Linked DNA regions of Mus musculus: all the other regions are linked to region 1. Evidence: chromatin contacts called from public HiChIP or PLAC-seq and promoter capture Hi-C data. All regions are on one chromosome and are shown on one strand. The core of a region is the stretch at or near the end of the contact, and the rest is flanking DNA. Distances in the headings are between cores, read along the strand shown. Region 1 holds the start of 1110038F14Rik (RIKEN cDNA 1110038F14 gene). Region 2 holds the start of Puf60 (poly-U binding splicing factor 60). Region 3 holds the start of Smpd5 (sphingomyelin phosphodiesterase 5). Region 4 holds the start of Exosc4 (exosome component 4). Region 5 holds the start of Hgh1 (HGH1 homolog).

Region 1 (5,370 bases), core at 1,078-3,577:
GCTTTATTGGGGTCTATTGTGGGGCTCTCAAGGACCTGCTTATGGTTTAAACAAGACACTAGACTTCTATACAGTTTTAAGCATTTGGCCTTTATCTAGGGCAGACTCTGCTAGCTTCTAACTTAACCTGACTTCCAGCCTGGCCCTGCCTCCTAGATAGCCCTTTCATTCCCTGCTCCTTCTGTGTCTGCTTAGATACTCCTGCCTCTGTTTGCATCCCCTGACTCTGCCCGCCCAGAAGTTCCGCCCCCATACTTCCTGCCCCAACTATTGGCTGCCAGATCTTTATTATAACCACTCAGTAGTAAGATCATGCTAGACAGGCTCTTAGGTCGCCTAAGGCATTCCTCCAAGCTTGACCTTCATCTTTTGGGAAGGTTTGGAAGACATTTACAAAATAGGAAACCTGGGGATGTGCCATAGAAATGACAATTCCAAAATCCTGCCAGCACTTAGCTCTCTGCCAGTACAGAGTTAATAACTGGAAATACAGAGACACCCCTTAATACAACAGGGGTCTAACTGGCATGCAGCTTGTTATAGGTATTTCAGGTGTGTGATTTTGCATATTTTGACATGGACTTACTCTTGTGAAAGTGTCCCTGTGTTAGTAACTTTTCTGTTGCTGTTTTGGAGATGCCAGTACCATGAGATGACCACCAAGAGCAGCAGCAGCAGTGGAGTACAGGCATCTGGAGCCTAGAGGATGACGCGTGTGCTACAAAGGGCATGGCTGGAGAAGTGACCCAAGCCCTTGGAGGAGCCCAGAAGATTGTAAGTTGGATCCCAGACATTGGACGGTTGGAGATTGACTTTTGCTTTTGATTGTGGCTGTGCCCTGATATTTTCCCTCTCGAAGGAAGAAACTGTTTTAGTGGAGCCCACAGTTAAGAGACTTTTAATTGTAAAAAGACTTTGGATTTTAAAAGAGATGGCTATTTTAAAGAAATTGAAATTTTAAGAATATGTAAAGACTGTGGGACTTTTAAAGTTATCCGTTGTTAAGAGCTCTGTCGGATGTTGTGTAGGAGCTTGGAAGACAACGTTGAGAACACTGCAGAAGATGGAGGTCTGGTTTGTGAAATTTCAGAGGGAAAATTAAAGACTCTTTTCAGGGCCATTGCTGTTTTGATTGTGAAGATTCTGTAGTTCTGGTTAGCTGGGGCTGAAGAATCAGCTGTGATTAACAAGATACCAGAACTACTAAAGCAAAAACTTTGCATTACTGGGACTATTGATGCTGGTTAGCTGGAGCTAAGAAATTAGCGGTGATTAAGAAGAGACCAGCATCATTGAGGTGACATCTTCTGGGAAGTGTTTTCTGAGAGCACAGTGGCTGTGTTCCAGATATAGCCAAAGTTGTACATTGTGCTGTGGCTGGACTTGGTAATGTGTAAGGGTCACCCAGGTGGTACTGGTTTTGAAGGCATGAAGGAGTTGAGCAGAGCACTTACTATCACTCCTAGTGACCCTCTAGGAAAATTTTTGCTTCCTGTCCCCATAACTCTAGGTTCTGCTGGCCTAGAAGTTTTGGCTCCAGAGAAGGGAGTGCTCCTACCAGGAGCTACAACAAACATTCCATTGAACTGGAAGCTCAGACTTCCCCCTGGTCATTTTGGGCTTCTAATGCCCTTAAACCAACAGGCTAAAAAAGGAATAACAGTGTTAGGAGGGGTGATAGATCCAGATTACCATGGGGAAATTGGATTACCTCTTCACAATGGTGGTAAGCAAGATTATGTCTGGAGTGTAGGAGATCCCTTAGGGCGTCTCTTAGTACTACCATGTCCTGTGATTATTAGGACACAGTATATATGTCGCCATTCCAAAAGTGTGGAATAGAGGCATAGCGAAGAAATACTGAAACAAAGCAGGATTAGAAGCCTGTAGGAAAAATACCAAATCCTGTAGCTCCATGACTGGTATCTGTAGTCCTAGGGCTAGACCGCTATGATAGCTATTGCTATTCTTGGTTGTCATTTTGACAACCCACACCTGTAATTATCCTAAACCTCAAGGGGTAAGGAGTTCCTGTAAGGAAATTTTCTTGATTTTTCGTTTGAGGTGGGAAGATGCACCTTAAATCTGGGCCAGGTCTTCGGGTGGCAGCCTAATGGTCGTGGAAGAAGGAAGTGCATGCTTGCCCCGACTCTCGTTGGAAAGTTCACTCCATTGCCATTAGAGCCTAGTTCTTCAGGATTCTGAAGTATACCGGGGACAAGCTGAGCCATCTGTCAACGCCTGCGCCCCGCCCCGCCCCGCCCCGCCCCGCCCCGCCCCGCATAATCCACCTTGCCCCATCTCTGGGCGTTCCCCCCGACCCCACCGGTTCCATTCTCTCCAGGAATCAATTGTCTTGTTTCTTGGCGGCACACTCTGCTGGGTTCTCCGAGGCCTTTAAGTTCATCCCCGTGCACTCTGTCTCCTAAAATTACAAGCACAGCCTGAGGCGCTCCATCCACCCAAGTGCTTTCTGTCCGGCGCTGAGCGCTTGCTCTGGCTCCGCTGCGCTTTCTGCGGAACCTTGTGTCGTAGACGTGTTTCCAGAGGAGTGAGTTCGCTGTGGTAGTTAGGATTTACCAGCTTCCGGCGGCCGCTCCGACTAATGGCGGTGAGCTGTGGGAGAAGGCGTGTTTGTGGCGAGGCCCTAGGTGGGGAGACCCTGTGAATTTCGTCCTGTCTCACGATTTTTCAGGAGCCAGGGCGTCCTGCTCGGGAGGCACCAGCAGCCTCAAGTCGGAAAACTCATCGCGCTCCGCGCAGACCCCGGCCCTCTCGCTCAGCTTCCGGTGCCTCGGAACCTCCTCTCCGCAGTTCAGTGCAACCTGCATGCGACTCCGCCGCCGGAACCCATCCCGTAGGCAACACAGTAGCGATGAAGCAAAAGAAAAAGAAAACCCCCAACAGGGTCTCTGGGACAAATGGAAGCGAAAAGCCCTCGGAGAAACCTGCCCCGGACGAAGCTCCTCCTAGCGCTGAGGCCCAGGCAAGGATGGTACTCCCTGCGAGCTTTCTGGGCGCTAATCCGCCTGCCTCTGTGGGCGAGCTGTGCGGAATTAAGGCGCTGAAGGTATGGGAGTGGGGTCTGCGGGACCCTGTTACCCATCACAACCATGTCCTCCTTTCTGTCCCAGGCGGAACAGCTGGCGCGGGAGCTGGCCTGGTGTGTGGAACAGCTGGAGCTGGGTCTCAAGACGCAGAGACCTACCCCGAAGCAGAGTGAGGGACCCTTCTCTACAGTTAGGGAAATGTAAACGGTGACAGTTCTGTGGTCTGATGGTATTGCCAAGGGGTGGGGTTGTTGCTTTTGGTTGGTTTGCTTTGTTTAGGTGTACTGAAACTTAGTTGTGTAGACCAGGCTGGCCTGGAATTCAGAGATCCGCCTGCCTCTGCCTCCCCAGTGCTGGGATTAAAGGCGTGCGTCACCCCAGCTGGATGGGAATTGTTTGTAGTAGGATGATATGAGTGTGTTTGAAGTCACTAGCTCTTTTTCTTTTTCTTTTTCTTTCTTCTTTCTTCTTTCTTCTTTCTCTCTTTCTCTTTCTCTTTCTCTTTCTCTTTCTCTTTCTCTTTCTCTTTCTCTTTCTCTTTCTCTTTCTTTCATCTGCAGAAGAGCAGGCTGTTGGGGCAATCCGAACGCTGCGCAGTGAAAAAACCCCCTTGCCCCGGAAGAGACAGCTGATGCGCTCCTTGTTTGGGGACTACAGGGCTCAGATGGATGCAGAGTGGCGGGAGGCCCTACGGGCTCTAAAGGCTGGTGAGGAACTAGAAAGCGATTGGTTCAGTACATTAACGTCAAGGGGGTAGGGAGAGGCTCAGCTCAGCAGGGTTGGTGTGGGAAGAGATGGGCTCGGGGGCGGGGGGGATGTAAGTGGGGAGAAAGTATTCTCTCTTAGGGGACAGAGGTCCTGGGGGGAGGAGGGCCGAGGTCCTCACCTCGTTCTGTTTTGGGGATGAAAAAAACAGCTCCTCTGTCTTAGCCTGGGCTCACTTCACTGGCCATAAAGCCAGGTACCAGTTGGACTTTAGTTCCTGGGACTAAATAATAAATAACTTGGACATAAGTCCTGGATCTGTTACTTAGATCATACAACATATCATTTTGTGAAAATGATCTAAATTTTGTTACTTAGATCATATAACATTTTTGATAAGTTACTACATCTCTTGAGTCTCATATGGGAATGACATTATTTACTTTAAGATAATTTTTCAGTTTTTTTTTTTTTTTTTTTAGTTAGGAAAGTTGTGTGGGTAATTGTAACTGCATGGATGAAAGTTAGCTATTCTGACTCTCTGCTCCCCCTTCCTACAGCCACCCATTCGGCCCAGGTACAGCTCGTCAGTGAGGCCACCAGAAAGAAGAGCGGAAGGGTCTGCAGGCCTCGTCCTGCAGAAAGAGCCAAAACCACTCCGGACTTGACCAGCGAAGAGTTTCGGTTCAATTTCTTTTAGGGTCTCCTACATGCTGGACCGCTCATCCCCCTCCAGGGTGGGGTGGGGATGTGTCCTGATTGCAGGGCCTTCCCAGGAATTCTCTCAGCAGAAGTGGGGTTGGTTTGTCCTTCATTGCAGCATGGACCTGAAGCGGCTGGCCTATGTGAGGCTGCTATGTGGATGTGGAAACCTTTGAAGGAAATGTTCTTCATGTCAGAAGAGAGGTGCAGAGTAGCTGCTGATGATAAGGAACTGTGGGGAAGTTGTGGACACAGTGGGCTCACTTTTGAAAAGATGCTCAGGCCATTTTTCTAGTGCTTTGTATATTGTTATATCGCCTTAATAAATCTTTTCTAAGGAAATAGGATGGTGTGAGAGAGAGAGTTCCGAATGTGTTAGAGGAGGCAAGACTGCTTGGTCCAGCTCTGATCCAGGACTTAGTCCTTTGCTGCTGTTGTTGCTGTTTCCCTCAGCAGGTTGTCGTCTTCTGGAGCCAGTGTGGTCTCCATCAAGCCACGTTTTGTTTTTAGGAGCTAAGAAGCTACTCACTGTCTTAGCCTGAGCTGAGTCTTAGCAGACTGCATCAAAACAAAACAAACACAACACAACCTTTATGTGTGTGAGTGGTATTTATGTGTGTGAGTATGAGCATGCTATGTGTATAAAAGCATCTTTTATTTGCCTGGTGTAACTGTCTCCAGAGGCTCACTGCCTTCGTCTGCTAACCTAGGCCTAGACCTGGAAGCTTCTCGCTTGGTCTTATCTAGGCCTAGAATGTTTTCAGTGTCTGAGACCTACTGCTGAATAAGCTCACCCTTTTTAGCACTTTCTGAGCTCTGTGAACTCAGCTGTTCTGACTCAAACGCCTCTGCTAGCTGACTGACTCAATCTGGCTTCTCTCTCTCAGCCTCTTATTTTTAGCTCTGCTTGGCC
Region 2 (5,370 bases), core at 1,263-3,762, 870 kb before region 1:
TAAATTACATGCTCCACAAGTATCAAAAGATGGTTGTGTCCATTCTTAGAAACAAAGCCAAATGCTGGCAATTTGGACAAAGTCTCTCAGGTCATCAGGCTACTGAAGGCGGAACTGGCAGCAGCATAACATAATGCTCTGTGAAGACCTTGTGATGGAACTGGGAACTATGGCTGACACAGCCTATACACAGAGCTCCTCCTGGTGCTACCAACCTGAGTGTGTACTACTGTCTTTGCTCCATTGTGACTCAGAAATGATATCCCAGAGAACACTAAAGTAGTGACTCCAGTGGTACAGGCATCCACTCAACAGAGGCTGCTTCTCAACACCCACTGTAAAAGCATGCCTCAGGCACCAGCCAGACACCAGTGAGAATGGTGACCCTGGGGCACACTCATAACTTCCTGCCTCTCCAAATGAGTCTCCCAGGGACAGGAATAGTGCTGAAAGCAGCACACAATGCAATGCATACGCACAATCCCAGAGAGCACTCACTTGTGGACAAACCACCCAATTTAGCCCATTTACCTCCGCAGAAAGTTCTCCCATACAGAGTCTAAAATTCTGTTCTAACCAGTCACTGGGAGAGCCTAGAGAAACTATCACTTGTTATCACAGCTGGTCACTAATGTGTACCTCAGCCATGGTGCATCCAGAGAGGGGGAGGTCCCTTGAGGGATTTATTTGCTGCTGAGTGTCTCAGGTACGCAAGCCAAGCTCTGCCCTTCACCAGCTCAGAATAAAGAGTTATTTCCATTACACAACATATTAAATACCCTGAGCAAATCACCTAAAATCTAGTCCTGAGGCTCTTCCTGTGCAGGGGCATGGCCTATTTCTCAGGCAGCAGCGAAGATTTATGGAATCAATTTCCATGAAGTCCCTTAAGTCTGCATATGGAAAGTAAGCCACAGGTTCTAGCAACATTAGTACCATTGAGAGCAGTGCCAGACCCCAAGAATAGGACTGGCTGAAGGACGCTGTCTTCCATCTGTTCAGGTCCCTTCACAGGGTGTAGTGCTACTTCCTGGGTAGCCAGGCTTGTACTGAGCACTGTGGATGCAGCAAAACAAGAGAAAGAGAGAGAGAGAGAGAGAGAGAGAGAGAGACAATTCTCGGGGGCCTTGTGGTCAAATGCTGGCAAAGACGGCTTCAGTGGTGAGACTTACTGCTCGAGACCATCTCAATAATGACACTATCTGTCTAGCATCGCGCTAACCTTTCAGTCTGCATGAACAACAGGGGCTACCCAGAAATGAGGCATCCACTCTCCTCCAGTGCTGTTTAAAGTATTTTATACTCTGCCCTCACCCTTTCTTCTATCATCTGACAGCCACCTAAGGGCAGTCATCAACTCCTCAACTCTCTGGTTGTCTTTCCGAAAAGACCATTTACACCAATAGCGTCAAGCAGCGGAAGCAGGAATTTTTTTTTTTTTCTTTTGAAGTTAGCCCTGATGTGAGCAAGACATACTAGATCCACCCCTCACAAGCTGGAGCAAGTGCCCCTCTCCCATTATGAAGGTGCAGTTCCCAGCTAAGGCTGAGGAATGGCAGCCTGTGTGTACTCTACTCGACCCTACCCTACGGCTGGCCTCCAGGCACCTAGGGCTTAAGTGGTCTCAGCCCTTGCTTCATCCCCTCTGAGTGAGGGTGGCGGCTAACAAAAGTCTGGATTGCAGTGGGGTTAGGTCCAAGAGATAAATAGTCCCTGAAGGAACTCCTGGTGGTAGCCATTCAAGGAACATTCCCGACTGACTAGGGCAGAACCAAGTTCAGCCCTTGGAGCGTCCAGCCCAAGACAAGGGGGTTAGCAAAGTCTTATGATGCCCACCCGGACCAGTGACCGAGGCAGGCACCGGCTGTCGGGTTCCCCACAGAGGCAGTGACAGAATGGCTGTTTGAAAGGTGTGGAGGGGAATGGGGGTTGGGAGAGATGCTCTTCCCCTCCTGCGTGTTAACGGAACGGGAAACCCTCGTCTCTGCACCATGGCGCAGAGCAAATGCTAACGGGTCCGCCCCTTCCGCGTCCCCAACACGGGGCGTAGCCGCGCGGGTCTGGAGCAGGCACCAGGACACCCTAATGCCACCGGACGCCTAGACAGTTGTCGCCCAGTCTCGGCAGACAGGACCGCCCCGCGGGGATCCAGCAGGGCAGCTCCGCGGCCGGCCCACCCCGCCCAGCTGCCGGAAACTGGAGTCCTCGAGCCGGAAGCTGCAGTCGAGCCCCAGCCGTGGCCGCAGCCGCGCGCTCCCGCTCCGCCTCCGCCCCGCGTGCCGGGGACCACGGTAAAGTCCGTACGAGGTCCGGGTCGGGCCGCTGCGCACCCAGGGTCCCCTCCGCACCCTGTCCCAGCCGACGACTCACTCCTCCGAGCTGAGGGCCGCCCCCTGGCCGCGAGGGACTCACTTACGAGAGCTATAGTCGCCGTCGCCATCTTGCGTCCGTCGCGGCCGCCGCGCGCGCCACAAGCATCAGCTCCCTCCGCAGTCTCGCGCGATCTGGGCGTCGGACGCGGAAATCTCGCGACGTACGGCATAGCTACGAGAGCGGAGACCGAAACGCATTTCCGGGGCGGAGCAGGCCGTTAATGTACCGGAGGAGGACGGGGCGGGCCGGGGTTTTGGAGTGGCGACCCGGAGAGCCCTCCCCTGGTCGGGGGGGGGGGGGGTCGACATTTTTGAGTCAGTTCCGTCTGCCTCTTTTCCTACCACCCTATTTTAGTTGAGTCCACTCGCTGAAAGCTCGTAGACTGCGGAGACAGAAGACAAAAAGACTGATGCATCGTCCTTTGCATTGTCCATCTAAAGTCAGGAATCCTCATTCATTTTGAAATATGGTCTCTTTCCTAGTGAGAAAATAGCCGTTGACACGAAGATGGCCCCCAAAAGATGGCTCCCCAGCCTGTCCTGTGGTTATTGTCCTGTGGGCATAAATGTGTACGTTAGTCCCCAAGTCCTGAGCTATGTGTAAATATGTAGTTCATCTGGGCTTTGTGGCCGTAAGGCTGCCTGCAAGGCACCAACCACATCTGTAAGCTCAGGCACCTTCAAACTCCACCGGATAGCCATTCTCGTTTTCCACCCCTCGGGTTTTCAGACTTTAATATAGAGATCTTTAGCAAAACATGGCAGAATATTTTCCTCCCCCTCGGTACCCCCTTTAAACAGGAAAAAGCTCTACTGAAAGCAAACCTAAGTGGGCAGAGAAGTGGAATGCTGGGGAGCCAGGGGAGGGCCTTAGCAGGCTGGTGTGTGATGCTTGTGTCTTGAATTCTCCGAAAATGTGCAGATAGTTTAAAAAAAAAAAAAAAAAAAGTAGGTGCCTCCAGACTTCTATCCCTAATACAGGTTACTAGTCGTTCTGGCTCTGCCAACAGTGCCTGGAGATTAGCTCCTCCTGGGAACGAAGCGCTGAGACCCAGCTTAGCATCTCACTCTTAAGCAAAAGTGGCCAGCCAGAATCACCAAGCAGAAGAGCATGAAAAGAAACCAAGACAACAAAGGAAATGGAAGATACCTAAAGATGTTGCATCCCCCAAACAAGAAAATAAAGATCATGAACTTAGATTTCCCCATTTAAAAAAGAGAAAAATTAAAACGGCCAGGTGTTGGTGGTGCACTCCTTTAATCCCAGCACTTGGGAGGCAGAGGCAGATTTCTGAGTTCGAGGCCAGCCTGGTCTACATAGTTCAGGACAGCCAGGGCTACACAGAGAAACTCTTGTCTGGAAAAACACCCCCCCCCCAAAAAAAAACAAAACAAAATCTGCAAATGAGCGATTCGATAAGTTGAAAAATAAAGTTGAGCTATGTGTGGTGGCATATACCTGTGATCCCAGCACTCCAGAGGCAGGGGCAAGGAGAAGCTCTGTGAATTGGAAGCCAACCTGGTCTACCTTTCCAAGTAGTTCCAAGCAACTGCCAAGACTACATAGAGAGATCCTGTCTCAAAACACAAAACAGAAAACCCATAAAGTTGAAAGTTTCAAGAAAACAAGCGATAATCACATTGGCCAATATTCTTCAAGAATTAGAATTAGATGGGCCCACTAGAGACTCTGAAAATACACACACACACACACACACACACACACACACACACACAGGATGTTGAGTGGGCTGGGTCTCACCACCACCACCAGGGGGAACCCCAGGCACCACCCTCTGATAGTGATGGACCTTGCTTTTCAGAAAAATCTTTGGTAAGCTGATAAAAACTCTGAAATGTTGAATCTGTCTTCTCTAGAACTAGCCAGAGATCAGACTGCATGATGACAGTATTTGGCTGCTTTAGGTATCTTGTGAGTCAAAAGTGAAGAGTCAATGGTTTTTAACAAGCACTGCTTCTGAGTGCCTGTTCCAAGCATGGGCAAGGTGGATCTCTGTGAGTTGGAGGCCCTGCTGGTCTACCTTTCCACTGAGTTCCAAGCAAATTCCAAGATAGTCATGACTATATAGGGAGATCCTGTCTCAGAAAAAAAAAAAAAAAAAAAAAAAAAAAAAGATCAGGTTGGCCTTAAACTTTCAGATCCACCTGTCTCTGCCTCCAGTGTGATTCTATGTACCCCTGCCAGCAGCTGATGGAACAGATGCGGAGACCCACAGCCAAACGGAGCCTAAAATTGGAGATTTGTAACCACAGAATCAGCTAAGCTGGCCTCACAGGGCCTATGCTAGCTCCTCTGCATAAATATTATGGTTGTTAGCTTGGTGTTTTATGGGACTCCTAACCATGGGAATGGGGGTGTCTCTGACTCTTTTGCCCGCTCTTGGGACCCCTTTTCACCTCCTGGGTTGCCTCATCCAGCCCTGATATGAGGGTTTGTCACATCTTGTTATGCTGTGTTGGGCTGAGATCCCTGGGCGGCCTGCTCTTATCTAAAGGAAAACAGGAGAGTGGGTGTGATGGGGGAGGGGGAGCTGGGAGGGGTGGAAGAGGAAACTGTGATTGAAAGCAAAACAAAATTAAATTAAAAAAAGAAAAGAAAAAAGTCTTCACTCTGCCCTTGAGCCCTCTCAGAGCAGCTAGCTCCTGCCCGTGCTTACCCATAACCACCTGGTAAACAAATGTAAAACAATAGAAAATACAAATTCAACATCTCAATAATTTATCTAGGAGACAGGAGAGAAATCAATGAACAATTCAAGAAAATGTCATCTTTTTCTTTTTTTTTTTTTTTTACTGTAGCAGGTCACTGATAATTTCCAAAACACTAGGCAAAGAAAGAATGAGGAGAAACAGAAGAGCTCTTACACAAAAGGTCAGAATTCCGAAGCATGGCAATTCCTGGAACTAGAAGAATGTAACATGACACCCTTAAGTCCTGAGGAGAGAATGCTTTCAGCTAAACAAACTTCTCACAGTT
Region 3 (5,370 bases), core at 863-3,362, 650 kb before region 1:
GGCTACAACGGGCGGGTGCACCCGGCACTGACAGAACAGCTGGTCAATGAGTACGGCATCCTGCGCGAGCGGCCTGAGCTGGCGGCATCTGAAGGTGGCTGCTACACGGTGGACTTCTTGCAGCGTGTGCTATTGGAAACCGTGCACCCCAGCAAGCTCACGGACGCCCTCCTGCTGCTCTCCTGCCTCCATCAGCTGTCCCACGATGACGGCAAACCTATGTTCATCTGGTAACACCCGGTGCCCGGCTGGCCCAGGCTCACTTCACCCTGTAGGCCATTGTGCATGGCCATTAAAGTTTCCCACAGACTCTGGTCACTGGGCCCAAGCCACACCTTCCTGCTCCAGTGGGGTGGGGTGGGGGGGCCACATTCACATTACAGCCTCCCTGGAGAGACAGAGCTCTCAGACACTGTCTTTCTAATGGGATTAAATGGAAGGTCCCAAATTCCCTTTTTACTTGGTAATGAAAACAGAAGTTCTGGGAGCGGAGGAAAAAAAAGAGGGAGTAGGATCAGGAACAGGGAAGGGATGATGCAGAAAGAAAGGATACTTCCCTGTTCTTAGCAAAGGGGTAGGGAGCCTCAGGGCCTTGGGGCAGGACAGTAGAGGTAAGAGAGCCAGATGCCACCTCATCCAAACCTGGGCAAGGGAGCCTGGGAGATGGCAGCCCCTTGTGAAGATGCCCAAGGTCTGAGAAAAGGATGGGTTCTGTCTAAGCATGGGGGACCAGAGCTGACCAGAGAATGAAAAACATGGGTTGGGGGGGATAGGGCGAGGGATTGTGGGAGGGGGGACCAGGAGCAGGGGGCATCTATGGGGATGTAAAATGAATAAATAAATGAAAAAAAAGGAACATGGGTTGGAAAAATTGGGGCCCTTGTGGGAGGGGGGTATTGAAATCAATGGGTAGGCTGAGATTGGAAACATCGTGGTGTTTCTAGAAGAGTGGAGACCAAAATGGGGTTGGTTCATGAGAAGGGCAGTGTGGAAAAGCCTGGAGTAGTTTCTGGCTTGCCTGAAGTTGCAGGCGCTAGGGCAGTGACAAGGCAGAAAGGAATAAAAGAACTAGGGACTTAGAAAACCAGTTCTTGCCAGTCAAGGAACAGCAGAGCCTTGGGGGGGGGGGGGCGGATTCAAACAGGAATCTATCAGTACCAATACAACTTCCGGTTAGAAAGAGGCATGGTTCTCCAGCTGGGATACCTCGCCCCACCCCCACCCCCACCCCCACCTGCCCTGCAGAGTTCAATGCCTTCTGCCCAGACTGCCCAGCTCATCAACAGTTGCCTTCATCCAAAGTCTCCAGGACTATCCTGGCAAGCCGGCTGAAGATCGCCAGCCAAGACAAACCTGATGGGTTACTTAAGAGACACTGATGGTCGATGTCAGGGTGTTTGCTGGCTCACAGCTGGAGTTAAGGAGTCAGACTTCCAAGGGGAGCCAAGAAAAGTCTGTGAAAGCCCAAGGGATCATTGTCAAGAAACTAAAGTCAAGAGGGGCGGTGCTGGTACATGTCTTTAATCCCAGCAATCCGGAGGCAGAGGCAGGCAGATCTCTGTGAGTTCGAGGCCAGCCTGGTCTACAGAGCAAGTTCCAGGACAGCCAGAGTCACAGAGAAACCCTGCCCCGAGAAACAAAACAAAACAAACAAAAATAAAACACAGAATTAAAAGAACTTAAGTCTGTTACAGGGCTCATAGAATGGAGGATTTCCTTTTACCTGTCTGGGCAAGCTGCCTCAGGTGTAGAACTAACGGTCCCTCCCCGGGTTTGAAGTCTCAGCCTCTGCAAGCCATCGGTGCTGAGTCTCTGCACTAAGCCAGGCACCGGATTGAGAGGCTGTGGTGAACCTACCTGGCTGTGAGTAGTCAGGCTGTAAAGTGTATTGGAGGGGTGGGGGAGGGGAGAGTAGGCAGGGCCCTAAGTTTTTCTCCGAAGCACTAAGTGGACCCCCGCAAGTACAAGGAGGAAATAGGGCAGGGCTGTAAAGCTCGGATTTCTTTTACGGGTTTTTTTTTTTTTTTAAATTGTTGTTCGTTTCCAACCGCCACAGAAGTTCTGAGTGGGTGGGGCCAGTGGCCAGCACTCAGGCTCGCGGGACGTCCGGGCATTACTAGCGGCGCGCACAGGTTGTGCCACCTGGTCTTGACCTCCGCCGCCGCTGGAAACCAATGAGTCTCCCTGACATTTCGCGGCGAAGGAGCCCAGTGCCCCAAGAGGACTGGCCCCTGACACCCAACGCCCTGAGGCCTTCACCTTTCCCGAACCCAGTGCTGCAAGCCCTCTACAGTTTATCCCGCGTGCTGCTTTTCCCGACTTACTGGTCCCTGGACCAGTTGCTGGGCTGCTGGGCACCAAGCGTCCGATCCAAAAGCTTGGGGTGGTTCAAAGTCCTGGCAGGAAGTGGGGTGTTGCTACCACTGGTGGTGGTCGGCCTACCCTTAGCGTTGGTCGGCCTTGCGCTCTGGCTGCCCCTCCAGGTCTGGCGCCGCCCCTTCTGCTATCAGCCCCCTCCGGCATGCTGGGTGTGGCCACAGCCCTGGCATCCGCCTGCTGAGCGCCGGCGCTGCTTTGTCTTTCTCACTGCTAATCTGTGCCTATTGCCCCACGGGCTGGCTCATTTTAACAACCTGTCGCACAGCCTGCAGCGCGCCGAGGCTGTAGGGGCCGCACTGCTAGATAGCCTTCAATCGTCACAGTATAGGGTTTCCGAATGCAGTCAGCCGCCGCCTAGGGTGCCTGGTGGTGAGCTGAAGGCCACATTACCTATGGGCTTGGACTTCGTGTGTCTGCAGGAAGTGTTCGACCTCCGCGCAGCTCGTCGTCTTGTGCGTGTCTTGGTACCAAATCTGGGCCCGGTGATATATGATGTGGGCACATTTGGCTTAATGGCTGGGCCGTACATCAAGGTACTGGGCAGTGGGCTTCTACTGGCCTCGCGCTACCCGTTGCTGCGTGCCACCTTCCGTTGCTTTCCTAACGCTCGTCGCGAGGACGCCATGGCCTCCAAAGGTCTACTATCAGTCCAGGTACTAACCCAGGCTGCAGTGAGCCCTAGCGGGGAGAGCGTAAGCAATAGATTTAACCAGGAGAGCAAGAAGACCTGGAACTGTGGGTGGTGTTGCAGGCGCAGCTAGGCATCGTGGACGGGCACCCCATCGTGGGATACCTTCATTGTACACATTTGCATGCACCCGTTGGTGAGCCCTGCAGGAGGGTTTGAAATGTGGGTAGGTAGCCCCTCTTCTCTCCTTCGAAGGCAGTAGGTCCCTTAACCTTACCAACACGTCTGTCCCCACATCCCAATGTTCTCTGCCCCAGACATCCCAAGAAATGCCTTGGGTGGTTTACAGATCAGGACCCACAGGGTGAGGTCTTAGATCCCTACTCTGGGCTAAGCCAACTTCATCTCTCCTCTCAGAGGATGGACATATTCGCTGCAAACAGCTAACGCTGCTGCTGGAATGGGTGGAAGAGTTCGAGGCTGAGAACCGGCAGAGTGATGAGGCTGTAGCCTTCAGCGTCCTCCTGGGAGATCTAAACTTTGACAACTGCTCCCAAGGTAAGAAGCTGGGGTGAGGTGGAGCCAAGAGACCCAGCTCTGCCCACTGAGAAACGGCTTTTCTCCACAGATCATGCCAAGGAGCAGGGCCATAAACTCTTCAGCTGCTTTCAGGACCCCTGCCGGCTAGGCGTTTGCCAGGAACAGCCCTGGGCCTTAGGTACTGCTGCTGGGTAGGTGGGAGAACAAGTCTGTGGGATGTCTGTCAGCAAGGTGGCCTGCTGCTGAGTCTGCTCTTCCCTGGACTCCACAGGGACAATCTTGAATTCCTCCATGCTACGCCACTCCATTGCCTGCTCCCCAGAGATGCTTCGGAGGTGAGTGGACTCCTTGAGCCCCAGGCACTACTAGGCCAGCTGAGAGAAACGTCCCTAGCCTCAGGAATGCTGTCCCTCTCCTAGGGCCCTGAGACAGGAAAAGGGGCGCCGCCTGTACCTGTCAGGGCCCCTTCATGGGAGTTACCCAGCTCAGTCCTGGAAGGGCCGGCGTCTGGACTACATCACCTACCGCAGAGTACCCGGGAGTCGCCTGAGCCCAGTAAGTGCCTCACCTCAGGGCTGCTGGGCTTGCTTTAACTGAAAACACCTCTCAACTTGACACCTGCCCGGCAGGAGGCGGAGCAGGTGACATTCAGTACTGCCTTTGCTGGACTCACGGACCACTTGGCTATGGGCCTGAAGCTTCAAGTGGTATGCTCCTGACGCTGGTGCCCAGACAAGGGGATGAATGTCGAGAAAGACCACCATGGGGGGAGCGGAGCCCAATAACCCAATAACCATGCGACTCAAAGGATCTTTATTGTGGGGGCACTCATACTGCTTCCTGGGCGCGGCGGTACTCATACACACTGCCTCGCTCTGGGAAGGCTGGATATAGCGGGGGCGAGCCTGGTGGTGGTGCTGGGTCCTCCGGGTCTCCATAGCCCCCACCCCCAGGCGTGTGGAGGCAGAACGCGTCCTGAGAAGAAGAGCAAGTTTTAACACAGGTTGCGTCCCTGTCCCAGTTAAGACACAATCACTCAACCACCCTATTTCCGTTTGGGAGCCAAATTAAATTTTTGTATCCCTATTCACACAAGGCTCCCTCCCTCTCTTACCCCGGGATACACAGTCACGGATGTCTTGCCGCCCAGATTCACTGTGCGCCCATCTTTTCTGATCAGGAGGTTTAAGCCACGTGTACCAGGCTCTCCCCCTGTAGAAGGAGAAAGCAAGGAAGCTTGGGGGTCAAGAGAGGTAGGGGTAGGGAGATGGGATCAAAAGAGGCTGGCAAGGGCTGGGGAAGCCACCCACCGTGGAGGCCATAAGGCTGGAAGGCGCGGCGCTCCGTGAGGACAGACAGTAGCGCCTCTTCCCGAAAGACCAGCTCTCGGACTACGCCATCACCTCCCCGGAAGCGGCCTCGGCCTCCAGAGCCTGGCCTCAGCTCAAAGCGGCGCAGGATAACTGGATACCTGTGCAGGAGAAGGGCACAGCGCATCTGAGCACGGGCTCATCTCCCAGATCAACTGCCCAGCACTGAGTGCCCAGCTCACCGGCTCTCCAAAATCTCTGGGTCCGTAATGCGCGTGTTGGTCATGTGACTGTGTACACCACTGCGCCCATGCCAGCCAGGGCCTGCACCCGCACCACCAGCTACTGTCTCATAGTAGCCCATACGGGCATTGCCCAGGGTCACATTGTTCATGCAGCCCTGATAGAAGCAAATAACAGCATTTGGTTAGTGGGCGCATCTACCCCCACCACCCTGCTTCCCAGCAGCCCCCAGACCTGTGTCCACTTTTCTCCACCACACCTGGGAGGCTG
Region 4 (5,370 bases), core at 1,004-3,503, 620 kb before region 1:
AAGCGCTGAAGATGGCTCAGCCAAGCTGCATCAGAGGGAGCTGGCTCTCTTAGTAACTGGCGTCCAGCCATTATACACAGTACACTGTGAGCAGCCATGTTGTAAGTGTTAGGGTTGGGGTCTGTGTGGTAGACCATTTCTCCAACCTATCTGCTTTTCTTGAGGTTAAATGTTGACAGACCTCTCATGGAGCTGGGGGGGGGTGTCCCCAGCACTGGTTGCATATGTCTTGGGATGTTCAACCTTGGGACTCATCCACCCTCTCTTCTCGGTATTCTATACACTAAGCTCACTGCTTTAATTTTTTAATTTTGGGTAGTGACATACATTTCCTTAGGCACTAAATGGACTGGATGACGGGGGGGGGGGGGGCGGCAGGTGAAAAGGGTAAAGCTCCCTGCTAATGACAATGGTCACTATGAGACAGATACAAGGAGAGGTGCTGGGGTAGGAATGGTGTGTCTCTCTTCTTCTTTCTGTTGTACTGGACTGACATGAAAGGTTAGAATATACTAAGCTAGAATTGTAAGAGTAACAAGACAGGTAGGTGACAGTCCCTCTGCCTCCCTAAACAGTCTCTTTTGGGACAGAGAGCTGATAAAAAGCTGCTATGACCCTGTAATACTCAGAGTTCTTTCCCTCCCCAGACACAAGACAGCTTTGAATTACTGCTAGACATTATTTTTACATTTTATTTATCTGGGGAAATGACAGGGGTGCCTGCCATGGTGTAGGCATGGAGGCCATTAGACCACAACTTCTGTGAGGAGGACGAGGAGGAAGAAGAGGAATAGGAGGAAGAGTTCTGTTCACATATGGGTCCTGGTGGTTTTGTTTGTTTATGCATTGGGGTTTTTTTGTTTTTGTTTTTCTGGGTTTTTATTTGTTTTGTTTTGTTTTTGTTTTTTTGTTTGGTTTTGTTTTTTGTGTGAGACTGTATTTCTCTGTGTAGTCCAGGAACTCTCTGTAGAGCAGGCTGGCCTGGAACTCAGAGATCTGCCTGCTCCCACCTTCTGAGTGCTAGGATTAAAGGCTTGAGCCGCTCCAGCTGGCTGGTGTGATGTTCTAACTCTCCTAACTCTTCAGAACTGAATGCGCCTTCCCTCCAGGACACCTGTGTTGTTCTATGTCACACTCATCTCTCCAGAGCATACTCCTTTGAATATTCTTGCCCACAAGGGTGCATCGTTGCTGTCTGTGACAGCGGTGCCCTAACTCTCCTAATAAGGCCCACCTGAAGAGTAATTTCAGCTCAGTGTTCTTTCTGTGAATCTATCTTTTATCTATAACAACAACAACAAAACCTGAGGACTGTTGATTTCATATTCCGAGTGAAAACACTCCAAAAAAGTGTATACTAAATGACCCAATCCTTAAAAATAAATCAGAATTCCGGGCTGGTGAGATGGCTCAGTGGATAAGAGCACTGACTGCTCTTCCAAAGAAAGGTCCTGAGTTCAAATCCCAGAAACCACATGGTGGCTCACAACCACCCGTAATGAGATCTGACGCCCTCTTCTGGTTTCTGAAGACAGCTACAGTGTACTTAGATATAACAATAAATAAACATCTAAAAACACACTTTAAAAATAATCAGAAAAAAAAATCAGAATTTCAAGCCCTACTATACAGATGCATATATACAACTGCAGGCCCTTTGTGTTTGTATTCAAGTGATAGAGAAACTTATTGGGCAAGGTAAGGGAGGGAAACTTATGGATTTAACCAAGGAAATGAAAAAAGGAAAAAAAAACAAACAAACAAACTAAGCCACAGAGATAATAATCATGTGTAACAAACAACTGTGCTTAGCTAAACTGACCACGGTAAAAACCACGCGGGCAGAGGACCAGGTTTGATTCCGCAGCACTCACACAGTGGCTCACAGCTGCCTGTAGTTCCTGATCCATGGGATCTGACGCCCTCTTCTAACTTCCACAGCACTAAGCACACATGTGACGAATAGACATACAAGCAAGTAAACACTCATACAATAAAAATAGATATACAATTAAAAAAAATAAGACCAAAAAATGTCTCTGCTCGGGCCAGCATCTCCAACAAACCAAAGACGTCCGGAAGCCAGTCTTCTTGGCGTACCTACTCCAACAACCCGGGAGAAGCACAAAAACCCGTTCGCCTCGGGCCTTCCGTTTCCCGGAACTGAAAGGCTTAAGTCGAACATTCAGAAAGCCGGGGATGCCACAAGCCGCAGTTCCCTTTGACCGGAAAGCGACTAGGCTACCGGAAGCTATAGTTCACCGAGACTGAAAAGGAAACGTACCGACGGAAGTCGTAGTCCTGAAGGTCCAGGTCGAGCTGTCGGAGGCGGAGTCAGGACTGTACATCATGGCCGGGCTGGAGCTCCTGTCCGATCAGGGTTACCGGATAGACGGTCGCCGCGCGGGGGAGCTGCGCAAGATCCAGGCGCGGATGGGCGTGTTTGCGCAGGCCGATGGCTCGGCTTACATCGAGCAGGGCAACACCAAGGCACTGGCGGTGGTCTACGGGCCGCACGAGGCGAGTAAGCGGCGGGGACCGGGGGCTCCTGGCCGCACATCAAGGGAGGAGACCTAAGTCGTACGGCTTAACTCCTGAGCCCATGCAGCAGTATACTACAATCCCATCTGAGTCCCTGTGGGCCTCCCGGCAGAAAGCATCTCACACAGGTTGTCCCAACGTGTTGTAGCGGGGATGATGTGAGAACCTGGCTTCTTTTGACTTCATCTTACGAGCTCTTTCTCTTGGCCGACTTCCATTTCAGTCCTCTTTGTGTTGCATCCTCTAAGCAGTGAATATAATTATGCCCTGAGTTCTCAGGAAAATTGCGTCCCTAACATGGCCCTCAAATTTGTGTGTTAGGCCCCGTGAGGTACTGAGAATATCGGTTTCTTTAAGAACCCAGTTATGTTATGTGATTATGTTTTTGTTTTGATCCCACGTGTGGGGTATGGAGCTGCTTCAGATTGCCCTCAGCCACTATGATTTGTCTCATGCAGGGACCGGGGGCTTGTGATCCCACCTCGAGGGAATATACCTGTGTCTTACAGCTTAAGTCCTCCGTCTCAGTGGGCCCTCTGCTTAGCCTTTTTTTTTTTTTTTTTTTTTTCTCACGGGCTGCCCGCTTCATCTCTGAGGTGCCTCAGCCAGCCTGGCGAAGCTCCACTCACTCCCTGTTCCTTCAGCTCATTCTTCCCACATCTTGTCAGGAAAAGGCCTCTCAGGCTATTTCTGCACCTACTACATCGATTTTCCTGGGTCTTCCACCTTGCTTGTTTCTCTACGGGAACATAAACTCCTAAAACAAGGACATTAAATTATCTGCCTTTATTGCTGTGTCGCAGTGCTGTAGCAAGGCTGGCAAATGTGCACATTTTAAGGTTTGCTAGCATATGGAGCTCGGCTTTCTAGGTGGATGATCAGGTATAGAACACATGAGGGAAGACTTGGTAGGGAGAGGGACAGTAGATCAAATAGAGTTGAGGAGTTACCAAGGAGGTGAGGACCCAGGGCTTTGAAAGTCAGGGAAATTGAGATTTTTTTTCTTTTACATTACTGTAATGGGAAGCTTCTGGAAGGTAAGTAAAATATTAGTGTGTGGGTTACACAGTCAAACCAGATGTTTGTAATCATGGTGGCCACAATGGGAATAATTTGGGAGGAAATGGAGAAACTGAAGAACAAAGAGTTGGCTGCTAAAGGTGACAATGCTTTGGCTTAGGTTGAGAAGTAGCCCCCCCCCCCCACTCAGCTATGATTTGGAACCAGAGTAGCTGGGGTTTTGTTTGTTTGTTTTAGCACTTTAGAAAGAGGAGGAGGAAGGTTGAGCCATCGAGTGCGTCCCAGGAGGTAGGCAGGCCTGGCTCATTCATTCTTTTTCCTCTAGATCCGGGGCTCCCGGTCTCGAGCCCTGCCTGACCGGGCTCTAGTGAACTGTCAGTACAGTTCAGCCACCTTCAGCACAGGTGAGCGCAAGCGAAGGCCTCATGGAGACCGGAAGTCTTGTGAGATGGGGCTGCAGCTACGACAGACCTTCGAGGCAGCCATCCTCACACAGCTGCACCCCCGCTCTCAGATCGACATCTACGTGCAGGTGAGCTACCTGCACCGTCAAACCCCTCCCCCGGGGGCGGAGCTTAAAGCTATGTGGGCTGTCTGAGATGCTGCAGGATGCGGATGTCAGTCCATCAGATGTCTTGATGCCCCCTGTAGGTGCTGCAAGCAGATGGTGGGACCTACGCAGCATGTGTGAATGCAGCCACGCTAGCAGTGATGGATGCTGGGATACCTATGCGGGACTTTGTATGCGCATGTTCAGCTGGCTTTGTGGATGGCACAGCACTAGCGGACCTCAGCCACGTGGAGGAAGCAGCTGGAGGGCCCCAGCTCGCCCTGGCCCTGCTGCCCGCCTCCGGCCAGATCGCACTGCTTGAGATGGACTCGAGGCTGCACGAAGACCACTTGGAGCAGGTGCTAGAGGCTGCTGCCCAGGCGGCCCGAGGTGTGCACACTCTGCTGGACCTTGTCGTCCGACAGCACGTGCAGGAGGCCTCTGTCTCACTGGGGGACTGAGTGGCAACCACCCCTTTCCAGAATAAAGGCCTGTTCTTCTCCCGAGTACACCTTACTGTACAGCACTTAAAAGCTGCTCAGGGCCCTACAGCGCAGTTTATAGTGCAGTCCCTAAGTGGAGAGAGCACTTGTGCTAGGAAGAGCAAGGGTGCACCTGTTGTGCCTGCCCAGATATTAGGGTCCGCAAAGACCCCTGGGAGTATGAATCTGCATGCGAATTCAGACTTTCTTCACCCTTAAGCTTGGACCTCAGACTCCTCCAACACACCAGATTTGTGCTGAGAGCCCTGAGCCTCAATTAGGCAGGGTTTTTATACTAGTTTGATCAGGGAGCAGGGGTCTCCTGCCTGTCAGTTGCCTTATTTCGCAAAGTTATCTTTTTTTTTTTCCTGTTTTTTTGAGACAGGGTTTCTCTGTGTAGCCCTGGCTGTCCTGGAACTCACTCTGTAGACCAGGCCTGCCTCTGCCTCCTGAGTGCTGGGATTAAAGGCGTGTGCCACCACCGCCCGGCACAAAGAGGTATCTCGATGCACAGGGTTTGGTCAGTGATGAGCAATTTATCTGTAACCGTTGCAATGGTAGGCACTTTCCCTCTATTTCCCTGATTGGCTCTGGCCCAGGGCAGTTTCTTCTTGGACTTGTCGGTGGTATTTCTATTAACCACAGTTCAAACCGGGGACCAACAAACTCAAGTTGGAATCAGCTTACAAATTGGAGTTTCCCCCTTCGCCTATGTTGGTCACTCAAGTCCTCCAGCTAAGGAGTGTGCCATGCTTACACAGCCCATCAGGGACAGGA
Region 5 (5,370 bases), core at 860-3,359, 580 kb before region 1:
CTACTTTGACAGTTTAGACATCAGTTCAAACTGATCTTTAATTTGGTCATAAGTGGATTTTTTAAAATTTTATTTAATGTATGAGTATCTGATGTACACCTGTGTGCCAGAAGAGGGTCCAAGTTCTCATTATAGACAGTTGTGAGCCACCATGTGGTTGCTGGGAATTGAACTTAGGACCTTTGGACAAGCAACCAGTGCTTTTAACTGCTGAGCCATCTCTCCAGCCCTGTTGTGGAGTTTTTTTTTTGTTGTTTGTTTTTGTTTTTTTAAAGATTTATTTATTTATTTATTTATTATATGTAAGTACACTGTAGCTGTCCTCAGACACCCCAGAAGAGGGAGTCAGATCTCATTACGGATGGTTGTGAGCCACCATGTGGTTGCTGGGATTTGAACTCCTAACCTTCGGAAGAGCAGTTGGGTGCTCTTACCCATTGAGCCATCTCACCAGCCCTGTTGTGGAGTTTCTTAAGAAGAAACCTTATAACAAAATATGTGGTCAACTTGATCCTGCTCTGAGTCAAACTATTTTCTGTACCAGGAATATAATATGAAGTGGTTGGCAGGCATGGGACAAAATGGCTCCAGCTGTGCTTGGGGAATAGTCCTCAACACAGCTAGTCACATTCCACTCACAGAAGACAGCAATGATTCCTACATGTCAGTATGCTTGCTTTTTCCACACTTATAAAACCCCTTTCCTATAGGGAATGGTAACAATCACAGTGGGGGCAACGTCTTTCCACTAATTAAGCCCCCACAGATGTGCCCATAGGCCAACTTAATTTAAAGTCACTGAGCTTCCCTTTCTAGGTGACTATTTTGTGTCAAGTTAACAAAGTTAACTTTGTTTAAGAGAAAAATCTTTTGAGACCAGCTCATTTTATAGCTCAGGCTGGCCTCAAACTTACACTGACCTTCCTGCCTCAGCCTCCTCAGTTGTGAGATTAGACAGTGACACGTTTATAAAAAGATAAGGAGCCGGGCAGTGGTGGCGCACGCCTTTGGTCCTACCACTTGGGAGGCAGAGGCAGGTGGATTTCTGAGTTTGAGGCCAGCCTGGTCTACAGAGTGAGTTCCAGGACAGCCAGCACTGTCTCCAAAACAAAACAAAACAGAGGCAAGGGAGCCTTTTCTTAGAAACTCACTAGCTGCTGTCAACAGCTGGGAAATCTGGACAGTTGGCCCTACACAGACCTAACCACTTTGCCATTGTAGCCGGAAGGATCCCAGTCAGTATCTAAGGTTGCATAGGATCTGGAACCGTGGCGGTTCCTGGCTATCTCCTACAAAAACCTGACAAGGACCAGCCCTGGAAAAACCCCTAACTCAAGATTTCTAATTTGAGAGAGCAAGGACCCCAGGCAGCTAATTGCTAATACAGGCACAAGAAGCACCAAATGGGATACTTTCCCAGAACAGATCCTAGTACTGAAATTATCTTCTGCTAGGGATTACGTAGCTAAGAAGGCCAGTGTCCTCCCATCTGTGCTAACAAATGTGCCGGTGGAAGGTAATATGGAGCCACTGAGAAGCAAAGAAACGCAGCGAGGTATGGAAGACAGAAACCGAACAGTGCTCTAAAGAGCTGGCAGGGGCGTCTGTCACCAGGTGCCCCCAAACCTGCAAACTATAGATTCATTTATTAGTTCCCTTTGCCCAAGCCTGCTTGACTCAGACTTCTGTCACTGAAGAGGACCTAACAAATGCACTAGAAAAAAAAATTTAGCCCCTCTGCAAAGTCAGAGACTGATCCAAAGCTGCCTTTTCATCGCAGAGTCCTGCACCCTCCGGTTCCTGGATGTCTGAAACCAGGTTTAAAAGGTGGCAGCAAACACTCTGGACACCAGGATCACCGGCTGCCGAGCTTCGCTTCAAATTATGCGTGCTGGTCGCGTGGTTCTGACTCCTGGCAAAGCAAACACGCAATAGGCAGCCGGAAAAGTCCTTGCAAGGATCTGGTGGTGGTGGTGATGATGATGGGAAGGGGGGGAGGGTGCATCTGCACCAGCTTAAGGGGTGCCTAATACTGTGGCCCACAATGCCTCGCGCTGAAACCGGCCCCGCCCCCTTCAGCCAGGTTCTCAGCCTCGGAAGGGTTTTAACGACTTCCGCTTTTCCGGCGGTGGCCCCGGCACGAGAAGTGACTGAGACTGCTGGCGGCATGCGGGGACCGGGAGTAGGTTCGGGGTTCTCTGGTGAGCGAGGGTTGCTAGAGCAGGAGGCTGGCGCGGACACGGAGGCGGTGGAACTGCTGCCCTTCCTGGTGCTCGGAGCGCGAGCCGACCTGCAGGCGGCCGCGGCGCAGCACGTGCTGGCGCTGACTGGTGCGGGCTCGGGCCGCACGCTGTTGGCCGGACAGCCAGAGTTGTTGCGGGCCTTGGTCGACCTTGCGGTGGCCCCGGCCCCAGCTCCTTCCCGCGATGCCTCCCGCGCGCTCGTGAACTTGGCTGCTGATCCCAATGTGCACTGGCAGCTGCTGGCGGCTGACCCGGAGCTGCCCGCCCGCCTGCTGCGCTGCGTGTTGGACCCTCAGTGGCCCTGGGCTGAAGAGGCGGCTGCAGTGCTGGCCAACCTGAGTCGCGAGCCGGCTCCGTGTGCTGCGTTAATGGAGAAGCTGATGGCCGCTGAGCCGGAGCGGTTGGGTCTGGAGCGACTTGTCAACGCGCTGTGCACGCCGAGCTACAACGCGGCCGCACCCCTGCATTACCTGGGGCCGCTGCTCTCCAACCTTAGCCAGCAGGCGGAGGTGCGTGCTTTTCTCCTGGACCCAGACAGGTGAAACCCAGTCGCCTGCGCGGGCGGGAAGGTGGGGAAGTGGAAGTGAACAAGGACAGCAGTGAATATCTTCTTTCAACAGGTGCGTGGTCCAACGGCTGCTGCCTCTTACCCAGTACACAGATTCTTCGGTGCGCAGGGGCGGGGTGGTGGGAACACTTCGGAATTGCTGTTTTGAGCATCGTGAGTGACAAGGAGGGGGTGGTGCCATTGCCAAGGTGGGGATTGGACCCTAGGGAACCCAACGGACCATTATTCTGATCTCCTTCCTTGTCCGCACCTCCAGGACATCACAAGTGGTTACTTGGGGCCCAAGTCGACATTCTCCCCTTTTTGCTACTGCCCTTGGCTGGGCCTGAAGAGTTTTCCGAGGAAGAAATGGACCGTGAGTGACTTGGGTGGTTGCCTCAGGGCTGTCTGGTGCTAGAGGGAAGACTACAAGAGGGAGATGGAGAGGTGTGCAGGTCTGGAGTCCCTCAGTCCGGCAGCCTTTAAGGAGGGGGTCGTTACAGACACACACAAGGCTCACCCAGGCAGAGCAGGGCTTGGGTGTTCAGCACAGGGACCAATAGTCTCCCACCCTCACTCCTAGAGCTGCCTGTTGACCTGCAGTACTTGTCACCAGACAAGCAACGGGAGCCGGACGCTGACATCCGGAAGATGCTCATCGAAGCCGTCATGCTGGTGAGCAGGGGCCTGGGGTGTTAGTGCCTCTCCACAAGTCCGTATTGGCATCCGAGTAACCTTTTTCCATCTTCCTAGCTGACAGCCACGGCACCTGGTCGGAAGCAGGTACGGGACCAGGGTGCCTACTTGATCCTTCGAGAGCTGCACAGCTGGGAGCCAGAGCCCGATGTGCGGATGGCTTGCGAAAAACTTATCCAGGTGAGTGCGGGGGGTCAGAAAGGCTAGGCAAGTGCCAATGGCTTATGAGCCCGCTCACCTGCCTCCTCTTCTTGCAGGTGCTTATTGGTGATGAGCCAGAGGCTGGCATGGAAAACCTGCTGGAGGTGCAGGTACCTGAAGACGTGGAACAACAGCTCCAGGAGCTCGACCAGCAAGAGCAACAGGAGCTCGCTCAAGAGCTAAGAGGCAACGGTGCCCCACACACCTGAAGCCCCTTTGGCCTGAATGCCAGCTTCAGACCCACCTTTGCCAGTGTTGGCGCAGGGTTCTAGGGTCAATGCCCAGTAAATGGTGAGAAGCCCAAGGGTGCTGCCCAATCCTGTGCCCTGTTGCAACCGGCAATAATGCACATAGTTCAGAGCTGCACTACTGAGCTGGAGCTGGCTGGGTTCTGTCACAGCTGCCTACAGATGAGGCAGGATGCCGGTGGTCACTGGAGCTATGAAGAGCCTATTCCCAGCTGGTGATAGGACTGGACTGAAAATACTGCAAGCCCTGGGAAGCCAACTAGGTTTTCATTCCTGAAGGCACTGAGGGGTCTGGACGTGGGTAGGCTTAGAGATGTAAACAGCGCCGTGAGCCCCAACCTTCGGAGTCTTCTTGCTTTCCTTGCCCAAGACCTTAAAAGACAGACTACACTTGGATCCTCGTCCCTTCCTAGAATGCTCTGCCATCCGAGCCTGTGAGCCTGTCTCTGGATGACTTGCTGGGTTTCCCATTTGCTGCCTCCGTTTCTCTGTTTCACCTGTCAGCCTCCTTATTCCCAGGTTGAATTGGGACTTAGCCATTCAGCTAGATAGAACCTGCTCCTTGGTTAGCTTTTTCAAGTCTCGGTTGCCTTTCAAGGCGGATTTCTGAGTTTGAGGCCAGCCTGGTCTACAGAGTGAGTTCCAGGATAGCCAGGGCTACACAGAAAAACCTTGTCTCGAAAAAACCAAAAAAAAAAAAAAAAAAAAAAGACATCCAGACTCTCCTGCAAGAGATTCTCCTGCGTGTTCTTGAAGCATTTACCCCTGTACGATCCTACCCCCAACATTTGGAGCCTACTCTGTGTATGCACCCCTTCTTCCTAACTCTGTAGATACCGTGGCAAGTTTTGCTCTACTGTGTCCCCCTTTCTGAGCTACAGATCTCACTCCACCTGTGAGTGACGTTTTCTTCAGCAACAGGTCCTTCCAGGTCCCTGAGACCTGTAGTCTCCAAGGGAGTTTGCAGTGTTCTATTTCATACCCCTGAAGCTGGAAGACTGGTGTATGTGTTGTCATGCATGGCTAGGTGTTTTCACTGGGTACCAGGAGTCTTCTCAGCCCCCCCCCTCCTCCCCGCCCAACCCCATGATGCTCTCCAGCACTCTTGTTAAAGCTTTGACACTGTTGGCACATTCACCGTGTAGACTAGTGTTTTCCCCCTGACCCAGGTCCCCAAGGAGATACCCAAAGGCCACTGGCCCACCCTTGTAGATAGCTGCATCCTTAATTCAACAGAATGAACATTTTTTTAATCTTCCCACACCCACCCACCCTCAATTCAGCAGAGAGTGCCCAGCCATGTTCCTGTTAGGGAACATGGGACATAGAGAGCAGCCACCTGCCATGGTACGCCCAAGCCCAAGGGTGGTAGAACCTATTGCTCTGGTGCAGGCTTCCAGGTGTTGCACAGCTGGGCCAGAGACGGTCTCCTTGG

What was found. Promoter capture Hi-C pulls out the DNA fragments that hold promoters and counts their contacts. HiChIP or PLAC-seq counts read pairs in DNA pulled down with a chosen protein or histone mark.
Region 2: an H3K27ac HiChIP or PLAC-seq map of thymic regulatory T cells shows a contact between it and region 1, with 10 times the contacts expected there. The contact joins the promoter of Puf60 here to the promoter of 1110038F14Rik in region 1. A contact is called at or near these places in 4 of 39 promoter capture datasets (the C10 cell line, liver, neutrophils and 1 more), 1 of 115 datasets of contacts at active chromatin or transcription factors (thymic regulatory T cells) and 1 of 9 other capture datasets (liver).
Region 3: a promoter capture Hi-C map of pre-B cells shows a contact between it and region 1, with 3 times the contacts expected there. The contact joins the promoter of Smpd5 here to the promoter of 1110038F14Rik in region 1. A contact is called at or near these places in 1 of 39 promoter capture datasets (pre-B cells) and 1 of 115 datasets of contacts at active chromatin or transcription factors (memory CD8 T cells).
Region 4: a contact with region 1 is called in a promoter capture Hi-C map of pre-B cells, with 5 times the contacts expected there. The contact joins the promoter of Exosc4 here to the promoter of 1110038F14Rik in region 1. A contact is called at or near these places in 3 of 39 promoter capture datasets (the C10 cell line, liver and pre-B cells) and 1 of 115 datasets of contacts at active chromatin or transcription factors (memory CD8 T cells).
Region 5: a contact with region 1 is called in a promoter capture Hi-C map of liver, with 2.8 times the contacts expected there. The contact joins the promoter of Hgh1 here to the promoter of 1110038F14Rik in region 1. A contact is called at or near these places in 3 of 39 promoter capture datasets (liver and pre-B cells), 1 of 115 datasets of contacts at active chromatin or transcription factors (memory CD8 T cells) and 1 of 9 other capture datasets (liver).

The regions. Positions count from the first base shown.
Region 1 is chr15:76,945,934-76,951,303 of GRCm38.p6, forward strand. It overlaps 1110038F14Rik (RIKEN cDNA 1110038F14 gene), which reads left to right and starts at 2,328. Exons shown (of 5, transcript NM_001347540.1): 1 at 2,328-2,611; 2 at 2,696-2,986; 3 at 3,135-3,219; 4 at 3,611-3,757; 5 at 4,316-5,046. The coding sequence starts at 2,606. The coding sequence ends at 4,455. It overlaps Gm46534 (a long non-coding RNA gene), which reads right to left and starts at 2,416. Exons shown (of 4, transcript XR_001781744.2): 1 at 2,327-2,416; 2 at 2,079-2,201.
Region 2 is chr15:76,078,434-76,083,803 of GRCm38.p6, forward strand. It overlaps Puf60 (poly-U binding splicing factor 60), which reads right to left and starts at 2,513. Exons shown (of 12, transcript NM_028364.2): 1 at 2,417-2,513. The coding sequence starts at 2,440. Gm48952 (a long non-coding RNA gene) reads left to right here and starts at 4,093. Exons shown (of 2, transcript XR_003951572.1): 1 at 4,093-4,206; 2 at 5,193-5,370.
Region 3 is chr15:76,292,260-76,297,629 of GRCm38.p6, forward strand. It overlaps Smpd5 (sphingomyelin phosphodiesterase 5), which reads left to right and starts at 2,113. Exons shown (of 7, transcript NM_001195537.2): 1 at 2,113-3,032; 2 at 3,131-3,203; 3 at 3,425-3,565; 4 at 3,636-3,725; 5 at 3,819-3,882; 6 at 3,967-4,102; 7 at 4,177-4,637. The coding sequence starts at 2,175. The coding sequence ends at 4,266. It overlaps Spatc1 (spermatogenesis and centriole associated 1), which reads left to right. Exons shown (of 5, transcript NM_028852.1): 5 at 1-313. The coding sequence ends at 234. Oplah (5-oxoprolinase (ATP-hydrolysing)) reads right to left here. Exons shown (of 27, transcript NM_153122.3): 23 at 5,360-5,370; 24 at 5,100-5,257; 25 at 4,858-5,018; 26 at 4,662-4,759; 27 at 4,344-4,522. The coding sequence ends at 4,376.
Region 4 is chr15:76,325,144-76,330,513 of GRCm38.p6, forward strand. Exosc4 (exosome component 4) reads left to right here and starts at 2,254. Exons shown (of 3, transcript NM_175399.4): 1 at 2,254-2,520; 2 at 3,887-4,093; 3 at 4,213-5,370. The coding sequence starts at 2,350. The coding sequence ends at 4,572. It also overlaps a transcript of Oplah not described here.
Region 5 is chr15:76,366,789-76,372,158 of GRCm38.p6, forward strand. Hgh1 (HGH1 homolog) reads left to right here and starts at 2,110. Exons shown (of 6, transcript NM_021555.2): 1 at 2,110-2,781; 2 at 2,864-2,964; 3 at 3,068-3,166; 4 at 3,374-3,465; 5 at 3,544-3,666; 6 at 3,744-4,623. The coding sequence starts at 2,168. The coding sequence ends at 3,896. Tssk5 (testis-specific serine kinase 5) reads right to left here. Exons shown (of 8, transcript NM_183099.2): 8 at 5,170-5,370. The coding sequence ends at 5,311.